Regions from separate parts of the Mus musculus genome. Here all the other regions are linked to region 4. Evidence: chromatin contacts called from public Hi-C, HiChIP or PLAC-seq and promoter capture Hi-C data. All regions are on one chromosome and are shown on one strand. Each heading gives the region's core, a stretch centred on a gene start, on an enhancer-like site or on the middle of the called end of the contact. The rest is flanking DNA. Distances are from core to core; before and after follow the strand shown.

The links. Promoter capture Hi-C pulls out the DNA fragments that hold promoters and counts their contacts. A called contact is a pair of places that touch in the nucleus more often than the background predicts. HiChIP or PLAC-seq counts read pairs in DNA pulled down with a chosen protein or histone mark.
Region 1: a contact with region 4 is called in an H3K4me3 HiChIP or PLAC-seq map of embryonic basal ganglia, with 4 times the contacts expected there. The contact joins the enhancer-like site here to the promoter of Camk1d in region 4. A contact is called at or near these places in 10 of 39 promoter capture datasets (the 3T3-L1 cell line, the C10 cell line, embryonic stem cells and 4 more), 3 of 15 datasets of contacts at CTCF or cohesin (the NIH/3T3 cell line, large pre-B cells and pro-B cells), 24 of 484 Hi-C or Micro-C datasets (the G1E-ER4 cell line, the N1E-115 cell line, Th1 cells and 13 more), 20 of 115 datasets of contacts at active chromatin or transcription factors (T-cell acute lymphoblastic leukemia, bone marrow-derived macrophages, craniofacial prominence and 11 more) and 1 of 9 other capture datasets (embryonic stem cells).
Region 2: a Hi-C map of the N1E-115 cell line shows a contact between it and region 4, with 3 times the contacts expected there. The contact joins the enhancer-like site here to the promoter of Camk1d in region 4. A contact is called at or near these places in 8 of 39 promoter capture datasets (the 3T3-L1 cell line, embryonic stem cells, frontonasal cranial neural crest and 4 more), 2 of 484 Hi-C or Micro-C datasets (the N1E-115 cell line and cerebral cortex), 3 of 115 datasets of contacts at active chromatin or transcription factors (embryonic forebrain, forebrain and pancreatic cancer cells) and 1 of 9 other capture datasets (embryonic stem cells).
Region 3: an HNF4G HiChIP or PLAC-seq map of pancreatic cancer cells shows a contact between it and region 4. The contact joins the enhancer-like site here to the promoter of Camk1d in region 4. A contact is called at or near these places in 5 of 39 promoter capture datasets (the 3T3-L1 cell line, hippocampal neurons, liver and 1 more) and 2 of 115 datasets of contacts at active chromatin or transcription factors (embryonic forebrain and pancreatic cancer cells).
Region 5: a contact with region 4 is called in a FOXA1 HiChIP or PLAC-seq map of pancreatic cancer cells. The contact joins the enhancer-like site here to the promoter of Camk1d in region 4. A contact is called at or near these places in 5 of 39 promoter capture datasets (the 3T3-L1 cell line, hippocampal neurons, liver and 1 more), 1 of 484 Hi-C or Micro-C datasets (the G1E-ER4 cell line) and 4 of 115 datasets of contacts at active chromatin or transcription factors (embryonic forebrain, embryonic stem cells and pancreatic cancer cells).
Region 6: a contact with region 4 is called in a FOXA1 HiChIP or PLAC-seq map of pancreatic cancer cells. The contact joins the enhancer-like site here to the promoter of Camk1d in region 4. A contact is called at or near these places in 3 of 39 promoter capture datasets (frontonasal cranial neural crest, hippocampal neurons and stem cell-derived epiblast-like cells), 1 of 484 Hi-C or Micro-C datasets (cerebral cortex) and 2 of 115 datasets of contacts at active chromatin or transcription factors (forebrain and pancreatic cancer cells).
Region 7: a contact with region 4 is called in a promoter capture Hi-C map of embryonic stem cells, with 2.0 times the contacts expected there. The contact joins the enhancer-like site here to the promoter of Camk1d in region 4. A contact is called at or near these places in 6 of 39 promoter capture datasets (the 3T3-L1 cell line, embryonic stem cells, hippocampal neurons and 2 more) and 4 of 115 datasets of contacts at active chromatin or transcription factors (embryonic forebrain, forebrain, neural tube and 1 more).

What each region holds. Positions count from the first base shown.
Region 1 is chr2:5,397,447-5,400,325 of GRCm38.p6, reverse strand. All of the region lies in intron 3 of Camk1d (calcium/calmodulin-dependent protein kinase ID), which reads left to right. Among named protein-coding and RNA genes, the nearest start is that of Gm36853, 83 kb to the left of the region's middle. Within about 2 kb of position 1,610, at least 8 of the 459 cell types and tissues checked have an H3K27ac peak or open chromatin away from gene starts, as enhancers often do. A contact at or near this core is called in embryonic basal ganglia and embryonic forebrain, where this site is marked.
Region 2 is chr2:5,249,022-5,251,721 of GRCm38.p6, reverse strand. No RefSeq gene overlaps it. Among named protein-coding and RNA genes, the nearest start is that of Gm23118, 9.7 kb to the left of the region's middle. Within about 2 kb of position 1,396, at least 21 of the 459 cell types and tissues checked have an H3K27ac peak or open chromatin away from gene starts, as enhancers often do. A contact at or near this core is called in the N1E-115 cell line and cerebral cortex, where this site is marked.
Region 3 is chr2:5,285,004-5,287,804 of GRCm38.p6, reverse strand. No RefSeq gene overlaps it. Among named protein-coding and RNA genes, the nearest start is that of Gm23118, 26 kb to the right of the region's middle. Within about 2 kb of position 1,439, at least 92 of the 459 cell types and tissues checked have an H3K27ac peak or open chromatin away from gene starts, as enhancers often do. A contact at or near this core is called in pancreatic cancer cells, where this site is marked.
Region 4 is chr2:5,713,194-5,716,025 of GRCm38.p6, reverse strand. It overlaps Camk1d (calcium/calmodulin-dependent protein kinase ID), which reads left to right and starts at 1,264. Exons shown (of 11, transcript NM_177343.4): 1 at 1,264-1,880. The coding sequence starts at 1,789.
Region 5 is chr2:5,320,217-5,322,916 of GRCm38.p6, reverse strand. All of the region lies in intron 6 of Camk1d (calcium/calmodulin-dependent protein kinase ID), which reads left to right. Among named protein-coding and RNA genes, the nearest start is that of Gm36906, 6.5 kb to the right of the region's middle. Within about 2 kb of position 1,351, at least 5 of the 459 cell types and tissues checked have an H3K27ac peak or open chromatin away from gene starts, as enhancers often do. A contact at or near this core is called in pancreatic cancer cells, where this site is marked.
Region 6 is chr2:5,351,772-5,354,675 of GRCm38.p6, reverse strand. It overlaps Camk1d (calcium/calmodulin-dependent protein kinase ID), which reads left to right. Exons shown (of 11, transcript NM_177343.4): 5 at 1-7. Among named protein-coding and RNA genes, the nearest start is that of Gm36906, 38 kb to the right of the region's middle. Within about 2 kb of position 1,400, at least 10 of the 459 cell types and tissues checked have an H3K27ac peak or open chromatin away from gene starts, as enhancers often do. A contact at or near this core is called in cerebral cortex and pancreatic cancer cells, where this site is marked.
Region 7 is chr2:5,218,835-5,221,534 of GRCm38.p6, reverse strand. The region is part of intron 2 of Ccdc3 (coiled-coil domain containing 3); the gene reads right to left. Gm46729 (a long non-coding RNA gene) reads right to left here. Exons shown (of 3, transcript XR_001783223.1): 3 at 681-896. Among named protein-coding and RNA genes, the nearest start is that of Gm46729, 4.8 kb to the right of the region's middle. Within about 2 kb of position 1,389, at least 20 of the 459 cell types and tissues checked have an H3K27ac peak or open chromatin away from gene starts, as enhancers often do. A contact at or near this core is called in embryonic stem cells, where this site is marked.

The DNA of each region.
Region 1 (2,879 bases), core at 361-2,860, 320 kb after region 4:
TGCTAGGTCTTATGTCCAAAATGTTTCATAACTTCACAAAGATGGGGACCAAGTGTTCATACATATGAACAGAAGGACACTTCACATTTAAACTATCACAGTTGTCAACAGTTAAACTCAAGTCGACAATATTCCTGGGGTTGCCTGAATGGCTTTCTGGAGTTGAACTGGCATCTCATTCAATTGTACACTTAGATTAGTGTGCACTATGCCTGAGACCAGGTTAACACCCTGGCCCCTGCCGCCAACCACATCTCTGCTTCTGAGACTGTCACCTGAGCAAGAAGGACAGCAAGAAGAGGGTGGATTGGCAAGACTCTCTCCAGTATGGACACCATCACCCATGTATCTGGTCACCTCGGTCATCGTTCTGGTTTGTCTTCTGCTGCTGTGAGAAACCACTCTGACTGAAAGTAGCTTTGGGGTGGAAAGGGTTTATTTGGCTTCTAGATTACAGTCCAGGGAAGCCAGGGCAAGAACTCGGGGAAAGAACTGAAGCAGGGACCATGGAGGAACCTTGCTAACCGGCTTGTTACCTAGTACGTGCTTAGCTAGGTTCTTTGTTGTGTTTTAGAAATATGATTTTTGGTTTCCATTTTCCCCATTTATTAAAAATAGATTCTTTTCTCATACAGTATAGCCTGGTTATAGTTTCCTCTCCTCCTACTCCCCCCAGCGCCTCCTCCCTCCCCTTCCCATCCAGATCCACTCCCTTTCTGTCTCATCAGAAAATAACAGGCTTCTAAGAGATAACAACAAAACATAACACAATAAAATATAATGAGATAAAATAAAAGACATCCCCTCCAAGTTGGACAAGGCAAATGAACCAAAAAAAAAAAAAAAAAAAAAAAAAAAAGATTCCCAGGAGAAGGCACAAGTCAGAGATGCGCTTGTTCACACGCTCACGATGCCCATAAAAATCCTGAACTGAAGCTACGATAGATACACAGCGGCCATGGTGCAGACCCGTGAAGGCCCCGTGCATCTGCTTCAGTCTCCGAGTGGTTATGAGACTTGCCCGGTTGATTTAGAGGGCTTGTTCTCCCGTGTCCTCCATGTCCTCTGGTCCTTACTACCTCTTCTTTCATGGGTTTCCCTGAGCTCTGTGGGGAGGAATTTGATGGAAAATCTAGTTTAGAGCGGTGTGTTCCGAGGTCTGTCTCTCTCCCCCCTCCCCCTCCCCCTCCCCCTCCCCCTCCCCCTCCCCCTCCCCCTCCCTCTCCCTTTCCCTCCCTCCCTCTCTCTGTATAATGTCTGGCAATGGGTAGAGACTCATTTGTCCCCATGTGCTGCAGGAGGAAGCGTCTCTAATGATGGCTGAATAAAGCACTGATCTGTGAGAATTTTGTCTTGTTTTGTCTTGTTTTGGTTTAGGTTGTTGGTTTGTTTGTTGATGGCAGGGTTTCTCTCTGTAGCCCAGGCTGTCCTAGAACTCACTTTGTAGACCGGGATATCCTTGAATTCATGTAGCTCGGCCTCCTAATATCTGAGACTGAAGACAACATTATGCCTAGTAGCAATTAAAAAGACATATAGCCCAACTTCATGTCTTAAGGCTGGCACTATCCACAGGGCTACACTCTCCTGCGTCAATGAGCTATTAAGGAAATGTCTCGAAGGCATGGCTCAAGGCCAGTCGGATGTAGGCAACTCTTCATCTGTGGTCCCCGATCCCAGGTGACTCCAGGTTTCTGTCAAGTTGATAGCTGACGCTAACTGTGGCAGTCATGCTACGTTTTCACTAGGAACGCACTGTGATGTTTTCTCATTATAAACATATTTATCAATATTAAAATCAGAATGCAATTAGCTTTAGAAGCACTCCAGTGACAGTACATTTCATCCCTTTCTAATATTACCTGCGGTTTTACCATAGGAGACGAAAATGTCCTCTTCCTAAGAGGAGTCTTTGTATTGGGTTCTTAAGTAATTTGAAAAATTACAGTTTGATCTCTATAACATTTACGCCAACTTTTCCGGTGCATTCTTACAGCTGAGTTCCAGTCTAACAGTTAACGACAAAGGAAATAATGGGGAGCCTTTAACTGCTTGTTCTTCACAGTTCCCAGGGAAATCGGTGTAATTAGGCTTTCATGAAGGGACTGGTTTTCCTCATTAAAAAAAGAAATTATGCTCAGGAGCACAGCTAAGGGCTGAGCAAGTTGGAGAGAGAGAGGAGAAACGTTGACAGAGGTTATTGTTGGCACAAAGGAGCACCTCAGACTCAAGGCAACTGTCTGCAGGTTTCCTTTTATTTTGTTAGTTTTTTGATATGGGGGGTCTCACTATTTTATCTGGCCTGGAATTCACTCTGTATTGCAGACTGGCTTGAACTAACAGAGATCCACCTGCCACTACATAGTAAATGCTGGGAGTAAAGGCACGAACCACGATGCCCAGCTTTGTCTCCAGTTTTGAAGTAATTATTTCCTGGTGATTATAACACATGAAGTTTCCTCCGTGAGAAAAAAAATAAAAAGATCTGCCACAGAGGAGAAAATCAACATTTGCAAAAACAGACATTATACTGCAATCAGTAGCAATCCCCAGGCAGAACTGAATGGAAGGGCACATTAAACCAAATTATTTTAATGGGTTTCAGTAGTTGAGGTTTTCTGGAAAAGTCTACTACCAAAATGGAAACATGACCAAGCTCGTGAAACCTGTGTAACCTCTCAGGGGGCCATTGGCTCACATGATTTCAGTTAATTTTTAGTTTTATTCCTATTCAGTTGTCTCCTACTGCATGTGGTACTTGATCTTAAGATCAAGTTCAAAGCAAAACCTTTTACCATTCATAGACTCTTCATTTGGGTTCGTTTTCAGAAATAGGGAAATACTTCCAGTATTCCTCCTGAGGGTACACACTCTTAATC
Region 2 (2,700 bases), core at 147-2,646, 460 kb after region 4:
CACAGTTGGGTTGGGAGTTTCTGCCACAACTGAAACACAGAAATTGAATGTGAGCACCAAGGAAGAATAGATTAGTAGGACTTGGTAGGGGCAAGGCCACCAAGTACCTGGAGGAGGTGGGAGGGGAATGAAGGAGGTGGCATCTCTGTTCCAGGGTCACTGTATATAATAGAATGCCAGACAGGGTCCTCCTACTTTTCAACTGAGGTCCAGAGTTAAAAGATTTAAAGTGTCCGTGCTATGGTTTGTATATGCTCAGCACAGGGAATGGCACTATTAGAAGATGTGTCCTTATTGGAGTAGGTGTGGCCTTGTTGGAGCAGGTATGTCACTGTGGGTGTGGGCTTTAAGACCCTCCTCCTAGCTTCCTGGAAGTTTGTATTCTCCTAGTTGCCATCAGATGAAGATGTAGAACCCTCAGCTCCTCTATTGTCATGCCTGCCTGGGTGCTGCCATGCTCCTGCCTTGATGATAATGGACTGAACCTCTGAACCTGTAAGCCAGTCCCAGTTAACTGTTGTCCTTTATAAGAGTTGCCTTGGTCATGGCGTCTGTTCACAGCAGTAAAACCCTAACTAAGACAGTCTGTCCCCATCTTCTCTGGACCATTGCCAAGGAAAGGCCTTGCTATCGGTTGTATATGAAATGACCAGCATGTTTCATGTGTTGAAAGACTAGAATGTCCAACCCAGAAGGCTGTTTGAGAAACTTTGAAACCTTTCAGGTATGAGGGCTTAGTTGGTGGGATCTGAAGGATGACTTTGAAAGTTATACCCAGTCTCCAGTCCCTTGCTCATTCTCCGTTCCTGTCCAGTACAAGCAGCGTCCTTCTCCACAAAAATCCCACCAATGCTGCATTCTGCGATAGCATGGACCCAGAGCCAATAGACAAGGACTTAGGGATGATAATACTTTGAAACCAGGAGCTAAAATCTTTCTTTTTAACTTACTCTTTCAGGTAGTTTGGTCATAACAAGAAAGCTGAGAGCTACATCAGTCAAAGGCTGAGACATGCAGGCAAAAACAGTGGTTCCCTCCCATAGTTCAGATTTCATCTCTTAATTGAGACAATGTCTTTCAAGAGAGACACGACTAAGGGAGAAATGGTTGTTGTCAGTATTGTGGGGAAAGCAGTGTTCATGTTGAAAAACTGACTGTCAGTTTGAAAGAGAGAGAAAGAGACAGAGACAGAGACAGAGACAGAGACAGAGACAGAGACGAGACAGAGACAGAGAGAGAGGCAGAGAGATGCTTTCCCTTTGTGGGAGCCAAGAAAGAAAGATCAGGCCACATCGGGAAGTCGGGGATAGCATTTGCGACTGGGCCACATTAGGACCTTCACTAGTTCAGCTAGTGTGACCGTCGGGAAGCAGGAGGTTGAGCAGAGAAGATGGTGTTTGGCAAAAGTAGCTGAGAGTCTGGTGGGCCGTGGGGAGTAGAGCTAGTTCACAGCCAGCTTGGAGCTGAGAACAGACAGAAGAACCTCAAACCTTAGCATCTGCCAGGCTTGGCAGTTTCTCGGTGCTGCTGGCAGCCTCCGCTGGAAATCTGTTTACCCCGAGAACGAAGCATCAGATAAGACTGGCGGTGGAAGACAGCCATGAGTATCAGTTTTAAACGCTGCAATTAGAGGGAGACACAGAGCTGATCCAGCGGAACTTGAGGCTGCTGAGGCACTGGGGAATCTGAGGTGGATATTTGGGTCTGGGGTAAAACCCGTTCAGTTTATACCGAATTTACTCCAGAAAAATGCCATCTGCAGTTAGAATTTTAGAGAGATGATTACTGGCTTAATATTGGGTCCTGAAACTAGAAATTTGCTTTCTTTGCTTTTTTTTTTTTTAAACCCAGTTTCCTCTTTATTTAAGTAACATGTAGTTTATGTAAAGAAACTTTTAAAGAGGCAAGTTATTTTTGTGGTTGTTTTCTGTTCAGGTGATTTAAACTAGGACTTTGCATGCTGTGTGTATTAGTTAGGGTTTTACTGCTGTGAACAGACACCAGGACCAAGGCAAGTCTTATAAAAAGCAACATTTAATTGGGGCTGGCTTACAGGTTCAGAGGTTCAGTCCATTATCATCAAGGTGGGAGCATGGCAGTATCCAGGCAGGCATGGTGCAGGAGGAGCTGAGAGTTCTATGTCTTCATCCAAATGCTGCTAGTAGAAGACTGACTTCCAGGCAACTAGGGTGAGGATCTTATACCCACACCCACAGTGACACACCCATTCCAACCAGGCCACACCTATTCTAACAAGGCCACACCTTCAGATGGTGCCACTCCCTGGTCCAATGATATACAAACCATCACACTGTGTAAGTACTCTGCTAATCAGCGTAACTCCAGTCGGTTAGTGGGCGGGGTTTGACTTTGAGCTTGCTCTGTGGCCCAGAAATGTCTTGAACTTGTAATCCTCCTGCCTCAGCCTCCCAAGCAGCTTTGCGGGCTTGCGTCGCCAGGTCCAGTCAAATGCATAAACCTTCTCATGTTTTTTCTTAGAAATATGTGTTTCCATGAGATGGGGGAGGGATGAATAAATGCATGCCACAACCTTCCAAAGCAGCATATGAGCTATTCAAACCCATGAGCCTCCCGCATAGCGGCAAAGGGGAGGGGGTATGGGATGCGGGGTTTGTGGAGAGGAAACCGGGAAAATAAACAAATAAAATGATTAATAATAAAATTAATTATAAAAAACAA
Region 3 (2,801 bases), core at 190-2,689, 430 kb after region 4:
GACTGGAGTGTCTCTCCATGGTTCTCATTTCCTCTTGCAGTGGGTTTTCTAGCTCAACTCCCTGGCCACCCACAAGCCCAGCATTAGCAGATTAGAAACTTGTTCTTTATTCATCTCTCCCCTCTTCTCAGGTTGTTCCATTCATGACATTTTCTGACAGAGTGTCATAAAATAGACATAGAGTCCCAACTATTCATATCTAGACTATCATTCATGACTTCCTATACAGCAGGTGCTGCTCCAAGTACTAAAGATACAGCAATGAGCACTGTTGGCGTGCACTCAGACACACGCATACACATGTGCACACACATGCACACAGAAACACAAATGCACACAAAGAAAGAGACACACAAAGAAAGAGACACACTCATGTTCATGCACATGTGCACACAGACATACACTCATGTTGTCGTGCACAAATACACTCACTTGTCATGCACAAGTACACACACACACTTCTCTTGAGTTTCCAGTATGCCTTACCCGCTTTCATTTCAGACCTTTTATTCCTTCAGTATTTGTCAGAACATTTGGCACCAGTGGAAGAGCTAGATTTTCAAGTTCTCCATCCAGGACAAAGACTTCAGTCTGGGAAAGCTTTAAGCAAGCTCCCCAGTCTCCAGAGACATGGCTGTATGAAGCAACTTTCCAGCACTGGTGATCCCGTAAATCTTCCCCATTGTATCCCATACAGAAGCCCAAATCAGTGTGCGCTGGAGATTTCTGTTTAAATACTGTCTGGGATCACTGAGTGGCCAGACATTATCTAGTCCTGTTTCATCACCAGCCAAAATCTCCATGTTTCTCATGGTGCCTCCCCCCACCTCAGCCGCTGAAAGAGGGTCTTGGAGGCCAAGGGACTGCATAGTCCTGGTCCCTGAGGTGCCACCAGCAAACTCCATGATCCTGGATGGTTCATTTAAAGTGCATCAGTAAAATGCCTTGGGGTCCCAGTGTTCCTCGTGGATGTTTGCCTTTGCCTAGAGAGAAAATAAAAGGGAGGGGGGAGGTGTTCCCAAGTCAGGTGTAAGCTGTTCAAATCCTGAGTAATATGGGAAATTTCCAGTTGAACCTGCAAATTTCAGGGTTTGGATCCCAGCCCAGAGCAGGAGGGTAGGTTGTCTGAGTCACTGTGAAGTGCACATTTCCTGCTATTTCTTTCCAAGTCCATGTTAAAGTAACAAGCTCAAATGTGAACATTAACAATGATGACTCAGGCCCAGGGAATGTTGGTAGCATGACTCTGGTTTTAAATAACAGAAAAAACAGGGCTTTTCTTGTCTGTTTGTTGACAAAAAGTCAACAAGAGATCATTAATCTAGTTCACTGGTCTCTAAACAGTATTTTTTTTTTAACGTGTATGAGCGTTTTGCCTAGACATGTGCATGTATCACGTGTATGCCTGTGTACCCACAGAGGTTAGAAAAGGGCACTGGAGCCCATAGAACTGGGTGCCTCTGAAGGTTGTAAGCCACAGTGTAGGTGATAGGACCTAGCCCAGAGCCTCTGAAAGAGCAAAAAGTGTCTAAACAAGTTTGATAGATAATGCATCCTGATGGTAAAAATATTTTGAGCATGCTCTAAATAAATGGCTATTCATATATATGAATATTATAGAGGTGTACTACTCTGCTGATTAGCATATAAAACACACACAAAGTAAATTAAAATGACGAGATTGAGGGGAGAAAAATCACCCAGAGACAAAACTTTATTGTTTTTATTTTTGTACCAATTGGAGGGTTCTATTTTTTTATCCTTTTAATTTCAGTTGAAATGTTCATTATAAGTCTAAGTCTAATTATCTAAATTCTTTGTTTTAACTGAAAGGGCTGTGGTGTAAAAATATACAGACCTAAATGGGATGTGTTGTTGAGAGTGCTTGTAATTGGGGAGTCAACCCAACACTATCTGAACGTTTAAAAGACTGAAATTAGAACCACCACCACTGGTGTTTCCTTCTCTCCTGTGGTGGTTTGAATGAAAGTGACCCCCTATTCAAGCTCATAGGCTTGAATACTTTATCCTCGGTCAGTAGAACTGTTTGGGAAGGATTTGGAGGTGTGTCATCTGAGTAGGCTTGAGATTTTAAGACTTCTGCCACTCCCACGGGTTCTCTGGTTTGAGATGCAATGTCTCAGCCTTCGCACTTCCATCATGGACTCTAACCCTCAGGAACTATAAGCCTAATTACATGCATTCTTTTATAAGGCACCTTGGCCATGTGGCTTATCACAGCACTGGAAAAGTAACTCAGATACCTACCACCATCCTTTCCTGTGTCTCCCACTGAGGATGTCTCTAAGTTGTTACATAAATGTGCTGGCTAGTCTCACAAGCTAGAGTTATCTAAAAGGGGGAAACTGAGAAAATGTCTCAAGATCCAAACATAAGTCCTTTTCTTAGTTATTAATGGGGGAGGGCCCACCCCATTGTGGGTGGGTGGTCTGTGTTCTCTAAGAAAGCAGCCTGATCAAGCCAGTAAGTAGCATCCCTCTATGGCCTCTGCATCAGCGCCTGCCTCCAAGATCCTGCCCTGTTTGAATTCTTGTCCAATGTCCTTTAATGATGAACAGTGATGTGGAAGTGTAAGCCAAATTAACCCTTTCCTCCACAACTTGCTTTTTGGTCATGGTGTTTCTTCACAACACTAGAAACCCTAACTTAGTTAATAAACATCTATAATGCAATCAACATACAAACAGTCCCTCAGAAAGAACCTATTCACCAAATAGGTAAATATTGAGCCTAATGTCTCTATTTTAAACTTTAAATAAAAACTTAAATTTCTTAAAGTT
Region 4 (2,832 bases), core at 15-2,514:
ACCCTCTTCTCTGCTGTTCTCAGCTTCAAGAGCTTAGGACTAAGGGCCAAAGAAACGTGGAAAACAGCACTGAGAATCTAGGGATAGGTAGATTTTTCTTCTAACCTCCTTGGGAGTCCACAAAGGGCTCCAAGGCAGAGCCTCTGGCCAGTCTGAACCAATGGGGAGGTGTTGGGGGGGGGGGATTTCTTTTTCTGAAAGCAGATTCACACCTCCTCCTCCTCCCCCCTCTCAAATTGGAACAGTCCTGGGAAAATGGGACAGGTGTCCCCAGTTAAGAGACAGGGCTGTTTACTCAATTCAGCCGAACAGCTCTAAGGGAGAGGAAGTCTTGCTACAAAGAAAACTTAACATTTCCTATCATGAGGTAGTAGTCCCTGCCAGTTGAACCAAAGGACCAACTGGAAACGCTGCCTACTGTCCTCTAACAGGTGAATACCAGGTGAGAGTGGGCAGGTCAAAGTTCACTCTGGAGACCAGAGGCCTGAGGAAAATGTATCTCTGCTTCTACCTTAACCTTCTAAGTAAGCCACTTGCGGGGTATGCTGATGGGGGAAGGCGCTAGAGAGAGGCGTCTTTCCATTGAATCGGTGTAATTTGGCCACGGCCTCAGAGCATCAGGAGTAAAGTGAGAAAGAGGAAATCAGAAGGGTTCAAACACTAGTCAGTCCAGTCACTCCAGTTCTGGGCCAGGCCAGCCACCATGTCCCGCATCCACCCATCACTTGGCCGCCAAATAACCCCTGGAGTTTTACTCCGGAAGGGACCACCAGGCGGTGATTGGCTCGTCTTGGGCGTGCCTGTCCGATACATCCCGAGGTTTCCTTTAGCTGCTCCAAAACTGACGTGAAGCAGATTTTGGTGCAATGCGAATTAGCTCCAGCAGCGGAGTCCGGAGGTGACTGCCGAGCTCCGGGAGCGCCTGCTGGGGCAAAGCTGCGGCCAGGAGTCAACGCCCGCCTGCCGATGGCTCCATCCAGGCCGCCGCCCATTGCCTTGACAACAAGCCCCCACCCGCCCTCCTGCACAGCAGGCTTGGGTCACCGGCTCTTGGGTATGCGAAGGCGCCCCGCCCTGGGCGCCCCGCAACCGTGAGCCGCGCAACCCCACCTTGCCGAGAGCTTCCGAGCGCCAAGCAGAGGCGCCCCCTCCTGCTCGAAGAGGGAAAGCCCGGGCGCCCCCAGCATTGACTTCATAATAAAGCTCCCTAAAGGCTAGGGCTCCCCCGCGCGTTCCGGCGCCCTGCACCTGCTGGGTTCTCCCACCCGCCCTCGCCCGGGGACCCAGGGTGCGCGGACGGCCTGGGAGCGTGCGTGGCTCCGTGGTCAAGTGCTGCATCCCGGCGCCCAAGCACGGAGCTCCTGGGGAGGGGAGGGGGAGCGGGACATCCCCGAAGGCCGCCTCGCGGGAGGCGGGGAGGCTGCCGGGTGCACTGGGAGGGCGGGGAGCCCGCGGGAGGAGGCGGGCTGGGGGAGTGGGGCGGGCGGCGGGGAGGGAGCAGGAGCCAGGCAAGAAAGTAGCAGAAAGTGAGGCTGGCAGGCGGCGGCAGAGGCAGGAAGTCTTTGCCGGAGAGCAGTAGAAATTAGAGCCAGGGAGGGACCGCGGCGGCAGCAGCCAAGGCGAAAGAGGAAACTGCCGAAGAGGAAGCTCTGCGGCAGCCCGAGCCTCCCTGCGCTCCGCATCCTCCCGCTCCGCATCCCGGCGCCGGGCATCCCCCGGAGCCCGCGCCGCGCCTCCGGCGCCCCTTCCCCAGCGCAACCCTCGGCCGCCCTACAGCATTAGTCTGCCATGGCCCGGGAGAACGGCGAGAGCAGCTCCTCCTGGAAAAAGCAAGCAGAAGACATTAAGAAGATCTTCGAGTTCAAGGAGACCCTCGGAACGTAAGTGGGTGCTGGGGACCAGCGGGTGGAAGTAGCATCGGTGGCGGCAGCAGCGTCGGCTGCTCCTGCTGCTACCGTCGCCACCGCCACCGCGGCAGAAACTGGCTGGTCGATGCGTCCTCATTGTCCCATAGTCCGCTCTTATGGAGACCCTCCGCGAGTCCACCGCGTGGGTCTGCGCCCACGGTTGACACCTCTCCTGGGCGGGGGAGGGGAGCGCAGGGCGCGCAGAGAACAGCCCACGCGGGCGGGCGACTTTCCTTTTCCCTTGCCACCACCGCCCTCCACTGATTTTCTCCCCACGCGTGACTGTGGGCTGAGCATGGTGGATCTCGCTGATCGCTGGCTGTGTGCACTTACTCATCGTGTGTATGGGCGCACTGGGCCGACGAAAGTGGTCACGAGGAAATTCAGCTTTTGGTCCTACCCTTACATCATATATTCCTATGGAATTGACATATGCACGTACTAGGTGTAGACAAGACTTTGGCTGGCCTCAGGATGATGGGAGGGAAGAATTTCGCAGTATTCAGAGTGACATGTGGTCAGAGCTTCATCTGTGTGTACATCTCACCATAGGGTCAGATGCCCGGCGCTGGGGTTCATGTCCGGGTGGGAGGAGGATCAGTGAGTCTTTAGGGGCGGTTCTCTCCGGGGCTCATGCTTGATGGTTACATCTCCAGAAAGCAGAAATAATCAAAAGTGTGTGTCATCAGAGCTCTGAACATGTGCCACTCAGTACAGCTGCAGTTCCCTTCCTGCGCATGAGTTGGCTTTGTTTTGTTTTGAAGCGCCTCAGATAGGTACAGGGGCTGTGAAAGAATTCAGCGCCGCGGAAAGAGTCTGAAGTTCAAGTTATTTTCTTCCACCACTTGATCGGTTTCTGGTTTTGATCGGTATCTGTACATGAAGATACAGTCTCACACGTGCTCCGTAAAATGAACCTTTTGCT
Region 5 (2,700 bases), core at 102-2,601, 390 kb after region 4:
CACTAATGGGCACTGGTAATAAGTACAAAAGGTTTGTTTGCTTTCGAAAGAGCTTTGTTTTATTTAATTATTGTGAAAGTCAATCATATCTATGATAGGATGACTAGAACTCATATTCCTTAACACCCCCCACTGCCCCCTTCATTCAATAAAGCTTGCTAAATTTCTGCCAAAGGTCAGTCAAGACAGAAAGACTTGTAGTGGTTCCTGGTACCAGCAGGACTTAGAGTCCAAAGGATGCTCATCCTTGGTTGAAGCCGCTGCTGCTTTTTAGAGACACACTGAGCCTGGGGTAGCCTTATGTGGCCTAGCTGCTTTGCAGATAAATGGGGGGGGGGGGGGGTGTTGTAGTTTCAGTCATTTCTGTACAATACTTTTTATTCTTTCTTTGATATTTGCCTACATGTATGCAATCTATTCTGATTATATTTACATCTGGATGCACTCTCAGCCCATCCCCCTCCCACCTTCACATCCTCTTCCATTTCTGAAGGAAATAAACCACCGATTCCAACTAGTGCTACCCATATGTGCATCGCTCTGGGGCCAACCAGGGGAGCCTGGGCAACCTGCCTATGGCCATGCTGCTATAGAAAGAGTATGCCCCTTCTCCCAGTAGCCATTAACCCCTGACAGGACAGCTCTTCAGCTGTCATTGCCGCTTTGGGAGCCCCCCCCCCACTTCTGTGCTGGAATTTGACTGACTTGGTTTTGTGTAAGTAACCACAGCCACCATGAGTTCAAAGGTGTGCCGGCCATCTAAAGGTCAGAGACAGACTTTCACAGTGCTCCTCCCTGGCCTCTGGCTCCCACATTCTCTCTGCCCTCTCTTGCGTGGCATTCCCTGTTGGCTCAGATTTAGGGGTTACCAATATCAAGTGAATCCACTGCTTTTGCCTCTTGTCAGATGGTGAAAGAACCCACTCATGTCATGGCCAGAAAACAAAAGGAAGGAGAGGAAAACAGGCTCCCACACAACCGACTCAAGGACAGGATTAGAGACCTGCCACTCAAAGTTCCGGCCCCTGCCCAGAAGCCCCTCCCTGAAGCAGCTATGAGTACATGCACCCAGCTCCAGCACCTTGCCAACAATCACTCTGAAGGCAAAGTTGGACTGTCACAGAGAAGCACGAAGTTTTCCCATGGAAACAATTCTCTCCTCAGAGCCTTTCCACATGGGCTAGACCAGAGCAGAAAAGTCTTGGTTGTCAGTCAGTTGCTACGCCTTTTTTTTTCAGCCTCTTAGAAACACGTTTCCATGTACTTAGAAAACTCACTGGGCCTACCACCCTGGTCCCAAGTACTTTGTCCAGAGAGCATGCCAGAACTTCTGCCTCATCCCACCAGAGTCCACAAGGTCCTGTTATGGGAAACTTCGTCTTCATTGTGTTGCTTTACAGCTCTTCATAGGAGTATCACACTGAACTCTGACGGTATGACATGATTATATTGGAATTTGGATCGATATACACAGAGATCCATTTTTTCACAATCCTGTTCTCCCAGACAGGTTGATAATGTCCGTAGCCACCTCCCTCAATCTTTCCTTAAGATAAAGAACAAAAGTCAATTTACTTTATAAATACAGGGACCTGCAAATTCTTCCTTCTTTCTCTCTCCTCCCCTCCCCTCCCCTTCCCCTCCCCCTCCCTCCTCTTCCTTCCCTTCTTTCTTTCTTTCTGGGTTAAAAAATGGGGTCCCACATCTGCTCAGGGCTAGGGCCGCTGGGCAAGGTGGACACAGGGAGTTTTGACTGGGCGCACCCCCACGGCAACCGCTGGGTGGGTGTCAGGCTGTGAGAAGCTGCAGAACCCCCGTTCCAGGGATGGGAAAAGGCCTGGGGTACCCACAGAACTGCCAGAGTCTGGGTCAGACTCGGGTACCACAGATGCCGCTGGGTACCGCGGAAGAGCCGGTGTTCTGGGGTCCCTGGGCCGCATGGAACCCAGGGACGTCAGGTTCTCAGTCCTGGACACACCGCTGGATGTCTCCGAAGAGCTGAGAACGGGGGGGGGGGGGCGGGGGGGGGGAGGCAAAGGGAAAAGGGCAGGAAGGAGAGAGCTCCAGCCAGTTACCATGGGGACAAGAGTCCTTAGCTGGTTCAGCAGGTAGGTTGGCTTGGTGGAAGCTTGGAGGCCTTCTGGCAGAACTACAGAGAGGGACCATAATCCATGGAACATATTGTCAGACACTAGGCATATAGGAGCTTGGGTGATATTGTCTGACAGTTCCCCATGTTCGTTCCGGTTGCCTTGGAGAAGATCGTTTATATTCTATTTACCATTAGGGTGCTTTACCACAAAAATGAAAGTAAGTAAAAAGATTATTGTGCTCAGAAAAACATAGTTGAAATTGTCTTTTCTGTACAATTTTACTCATTTTTAAATGTTCAACCCGGGCTGGTGAGATGGCTCAGTGGGTAAGAGCACCCGACTGCTCTTCCGAAGGTCCGGAGTTCAAATCCCAGCAACCACATGGTGGCTCACAACCATCCATAACAAGATCTGACTCCCTCTTCTTACATTAAATAAATAAATAAATAAATCTTTTTAAAAAAAATGTTCAACCCTATTTGGGTTGGGGTGCTAGGATCAAACCCAGGGAACTCATTCATGCTAGATGCAAGTAGTCTACCATTGTCCTACACCCCTAGTGATGTCTTATGACTATTAAAGTGTGTGTTATGACAATGTGCATGAG
Region 6 (2,904 bases), core at 151-2,650, 360 kb after region 4:
TATGTTGGTAAGGATAATGAGTATGTGAGCGTGTTTGTGTGTATCGATGAAGCTGGGTTGTCTCCATGTCAACTTCATCTTCCTTCTGAAGCATTGGAGCTTGGCACAATCACAGAGGCCTGCCTTTCTCTTGAAGGAAGGATACAAATATTGAGAGACCCCTCCACAGTACGTTATCAGTGAAGCAATTTCCCTAAAACCTTTTAGCAGTTGGGTGGAAATCCTGTTTGAATTGGTTGTGGGCCCAACTGGAGTCTAAGAGCAAAATGGGATGGATTCCCAGGTTCTAATAACAGAATTAGGTTATGTGTCTATTTTTGGATGGTTTACAGTAAAGCACCAAGCATTGATAAGGTGTGGGACTCAATAAAACATGATAAATGTTGAGATTGCTGCAGCCAGAGAGGAAACACTGGTACAAGGAGTACAGAAGAATCCATGAGTAAGTCGCCCCCTCACGTCAGCTGACCTGGGTCTGTGTGGACAGAGTCAGGGGTTGTGACAGCTTTTCCTAAAATCACAAGTGTACCTTCTTTCTGTCACCCATGTAAAATGCAGCGATGGCTGCTGACAGTGTGAACAGTTTGGTGCTGAGATTCATCTTCTGGTTTCTGGAGACAGCCCACCAGAACTGTGTTAGCATTCTGTTGCAATAACAAATACCGGAGAGAAATCAGCTTATGAATAAGAAAGGTTAATTTTGCTTGGTGGATTTTTTTTTCCTTTTGGAGGTTTCAGACTGTGATTTATTGGCCCTGTAGCTTTTAGGCTTGCAACAAAAAATCACATCATGGCCACAGCACTTGGTAAAACCATTCACCCTGTGGCTGGGACCGGAAGCAGAAAAGAAGAGTAAAGGATGGGGTATTAGCACCTTCAAAGGTCTAGTCGCACTGACCAGGAAAACTCACAACAGGCCCTACCTCAGTGGTCTGCCATCTCCCAAAAGTACTACATGCTGAGAACCAAGCCTTCAGGGAGCACTTTCCCAGACAACTGTTCACCTCAGTGGATTCAGTCACTTATCAAATATGTACTCAGTACCTACTGTGTCCCCAGCACAGGAAGGAAGAAAAGGAAGGAGGGAAGAGGGAAGGGAGGGGGGAGAGGGAACACTGTGTAAGCCTCCCTAAGGAAGGATGAATTAGTATTAACAGCCTCCACTATTCCCATGAGTCTTTAGGTACAACTAGGAAACCTTCCCAACAGGCCTGGGAGATCCAGTCTGAGACTAAATGGGTCTAGAGACTGCAGAGCACTGTGGGAGTTCTGTGTCCTTGGAGGCACTCCATGGTGTCTCAGGTCTTTGCATAATTACATTGTCATACATTGGTATGTCATACATTGGTATGCCACCACTGTTTCATTTCCCAAGTTTCTCAGAGGAGGGAAGCCGAGAGCCGCCAGACAGGAACTACGAGTGAAATGAAGAAGGGAAAGAGCTGAGAGGTTTAGTAGGATGGGATCCTGACTGAGAGGGTGTGGCAGAGAGAACCGCTAGGGGCTGCCCCGGGTGGGACCCATGGCCCTGGGGTGTGAGTCATTAAATGTCCGAGTCGTTAAGATGACCATAGAGACTCAAGAGAGGGACAGATGGGCCCGCCAGCTGTCTTATGATAATATGGTGAGGCATAGATGGGTGGGACTGTGGAATGTGGAGAAGGTAGAGAGGCAGTTGAGTGAGTGACAAGTGCATGCGCAGCTGGTGCGAAGATGTGTGGGTGTGCGGTGTACGGATGCAGTTTCTCCCTTGTGCTGTCTGTGCAGGCAGCAGGGGGTGAACGAGAAGGTGCACCCTTGGCATCTTTGAAAAACAAGGGACTCAGCAAACAAAGAGTCTGTTGCACCCACCATGAGTCACGGGTATCAAAAGTGAGGGGTGCTAGCTTGTGTTGTGAGATTCAGTCTCTTGGTCAGGACGCCCCAGGTGGTGAGCCATATTCTCCAGGCTCCATCACTCTGGACCATTTTTTGCTTTCGGGCTTCGAGCTGAGGTTTTCCTGCTCTAACAGAATATTCTTACCTATGCACCTCGCTGATCTCATTTTAATTCTGAGACAGGAAAGCTCTAAAGCTTTCTAGATTGACTCTTGGCTCCCCTATGTGGATGGCAGTGTCCCCATTGCTAGGTGGCCGCCATCTGCAGGCTTTGTTTTGGTTTCTTGCTTTGGTCAGAACGGATGGACTTAGGGACAGTGTTGAAAGCGACTCCTTAAAGGGCAGGTAAGCAAGTACTTGTGAGATTTGGTTGCCAAACCCTGAGTTCTCTTAGAGCAATAGTAACGCAGCTACTGGTTTTGCTCACATCTACCGAGCACCCAGAGTGAAAGAGGGCACCTGTCTCTGGGGTCTTTGAGCAGTCATCAGCCAACGTGGGTCTTTTTCTACCCCCAAGTCTTTGTGCCAATTTCCTTTGCATCCATCAAAGCCCAGATGAACCCTCACCTCTTCTGGTTACCATCCTGCCTCTTCTCCTTCAACATCGGAATCCTTCTCCCCCTGTTTTCAGTGCATGGTTCCTCATCAGATTGAACCGGGGCCCATGTCTGCTTCGTCTCTTCACCACACTGTGGCTTTGGCACCTACAAGGGCTGTATCTTACTCATCTTTATACAGACACATGCCGAATTGCACACAAAGCACAAGGCTCGTGACACTTTTAAGACGTCTTCTCTTTTCACTCATTCCTTCAGCACACATTTATTGAATTCTCTCCTAAGAGTTGTTTGGTGTTCAGACATCTGACGACCTGACAGAAGGTGGAGCTCAGGCAAAGACAAGGAGAGTTACCAGTGCTGCATAAGCATGGACTCCTTGAGGCTGCTGCCTGCAGCATCTATGAGAAGGACCCAGACTCCTTTAGCTTGGAGAACAAGCTGCTACAAGTGAGTTCTTTTTGGTAAT
Region 7 (2,700 bases), core at 140-2,639, 490 kb after region 4:
CTATAAGACTCTCCTGGTAAAACTGACCCCTCCTCCTTCCTGCCCTACCTCTCTTTCCTTGCCTCATGAGAGCTGGGCAGCCCTTTCCTCTCCTCATGAGAGCTAGGCAGATCCTATTTTGTCAAGTCTTTCTCTGATTTGTCACTTTGTCCGCCCCTCAATTAGACATCACTTTCAAACACGGGTCTTTCCTTCTACAAACTAACTTTACCTTCATCCCTTCATCATTTGGTATTAAAGATGAGTACTAAGGGCATGTCTGTATTCCAGCCAGAGGAATTAAAGGTGGTTTCTGAGGCTAAGCCACACTACAACAAGAAACAGGGTCCCCCCCACCCTGCATGTATTAGTTAGGGTTCTCTAGAGTCACAGAACTTATGGGTAGTCTCTATTTAGTAAAGGAATTTATTGATGACTTACAGTCTGCAGTCCAATTCCCAACAATGGTTCAGTAGTAGCTGTGACTGGAAGTCCAAGGATCTAGCAGTTACTCAGTCCCACACAGCAAGCAGGCAAGGGAGGGATATTCTTTACTAGCTTGCTTCGCCTGGCTTGCTCAGCCTGCTCTCTTATAGAACCAAGACTACCAGCCCAGAGATGGTCCCACCCACAAGGGGCCTTTCCCCCTTGATCACTAATTGAGAAAATGCCTTACCGTTGGATCTCATGGAAGCTCCTTTCTCTGTGATAACTCCAGCTGTGTCAAGTTGACACAAGACTAGCCAGCACACCACAGGAACCAACACAATCTCGGGGTTTACAGTGTGATCAAATACTCTGCAACATTTTCCAGACGCTGGTCTGCATAGTTCTTTCATTGAGTATCTCAATATAAGCAGGTGTAAGAAGCATTGCAAGGCCCCCAGTCAGGAACCCTTTCTCCTGATAACCACAGGCTGAGGAGAGAGAGGAGTATGGGATTGGTGCTGATACATCCTTGAGGCCAAGTGATCTTGATGCATACATTTTGGTCGCCCACCTCCATTGACAGGACACACCTATGGAGTGTTCCTTGTCTGAACCTCTGTTTGGTATATTCCTATCTGGTTTTCATTTCCCCCCAGGAGCTCAGGTGCTGTGAGGTTTTATAGTCACAACCTTGAGAGGGTAAGGAAGGGTATCCATGTTACAGTCCAGAATCATCTACCACTTCCAAATTAGTTTAGCTTTCTTATACTCTTTCCTTCCCTCCCTCCTTCCAGCTCACCTCCTTTTTGTTCTCTTCAGCAAACAAAACTAAACAAAATACTTGCCATTGTGTGCCTGGGCTATGTGAGGGGTAGAAGGGTTTCCTGGGTTCTTTGTAACACAATGGTAAGCATTGTATCTAGCCAAACAAATGTAGTGTGTCTAAAAGTCACTGTTTCCTAGTAGTGGGCATAACAAATGTGCTCCCTGGGAGTGCCTTTCTGCACAGCTGCTTTCAATTTAAATAACCATCTACAAGGACAAGACAATGTGTACTTTCTGAAGTATAAAGAAACAGAAGGACTGTCCAAAAGTAACAAGACAGACAAATAGTTTGCATTTTAAACACCTCATTCCCATTCTTGGGATTCAAAATAAGAAGGAAGTGGGAGAGGATTTTTTTTTAAAGGAGAGTAATCTAACTATGGCCTATCACAGTATCTTGCCCCGCATGAGTAAAGTTTTATTAGAATATAGCTACAATTGTATGTTTGCATATTATGTGTGGCATTTATTGTGCTACAGTGACAGTTAAGTAGTTGCCACAAAGACCTTGTGGTCCTAGGCTTAAGATATTTACTATCTGGTTCTTCATAAGGCTAGGGAGCATCTGAAACCTGACTGAGGAGGGACAAATGGAGGTGAAAATGTGATAATTAACCACTCGATGGATTGGGAGGGAAGGTGTTCGACAGACAGCCAAAGACTGAAGGAAGAACAAGGAACAGACGAACACTTTAATCAGAGCTTTCTGGGACCTTGTATATCCACCCCTCACACCCAAAATCACATTCATACCACTCTGGAACACTAACATGTGATTTCTGTGGGTCACAGCCCAGGATACCAGTAATCTTTGTTCAAAGGTCATTGCACTCCAGCCCAATGGACTGTGGCCAATTTCAAAAGTCCAGATGGAGATGTAAACTTTATACAATGTTAAACTGTAGAAGGTCTAAAAACAGTAGCCAGTACAGGTCAGGATTGCTTCACCATCTGCACTACGGGAGCTCAGCTGGCCTCAGCTCAGATACCCACAGTTCTCTTTGGCCCTTCTGCAAATCAGTTGGAAAGTTAGCCTTGCTACATCATTTAACTCCAGAAAGAGACAGAGAGAGAGAGAGAGACAGACAGACAGACAGACAAGCAGTCCCCAAGCTGAGCCAAACCCACAGTTACTAGGGAAACACCCAAACCTTGGAAGTGACAAACAGGGCAGTTCTTCTGAGGACTCTCTTGAGGGACAGCCTGAGATGCCAATGACAGCATTTGACTTGTTGGTGGCTCCTTTGCTCTACCCAAAATCAAAAGTGTTGCCTTCTCTGTGCCAGGTGCCAAGAAAAGAAAAGGCTTTGTGACCTGAAGGCAAGGTATGTGGGGAAGAGGAAGGAGGCCGTGGGGTTAAGTCGAAAGTCATGAGAGAGTTGGAGTGAGAGTTATCTCCCATTGGTCTGAGTAAGGAGGCCCAGGCTCCCCACTTGGCCTGTCTGAGCTCATCCCCAGGCCCCACCC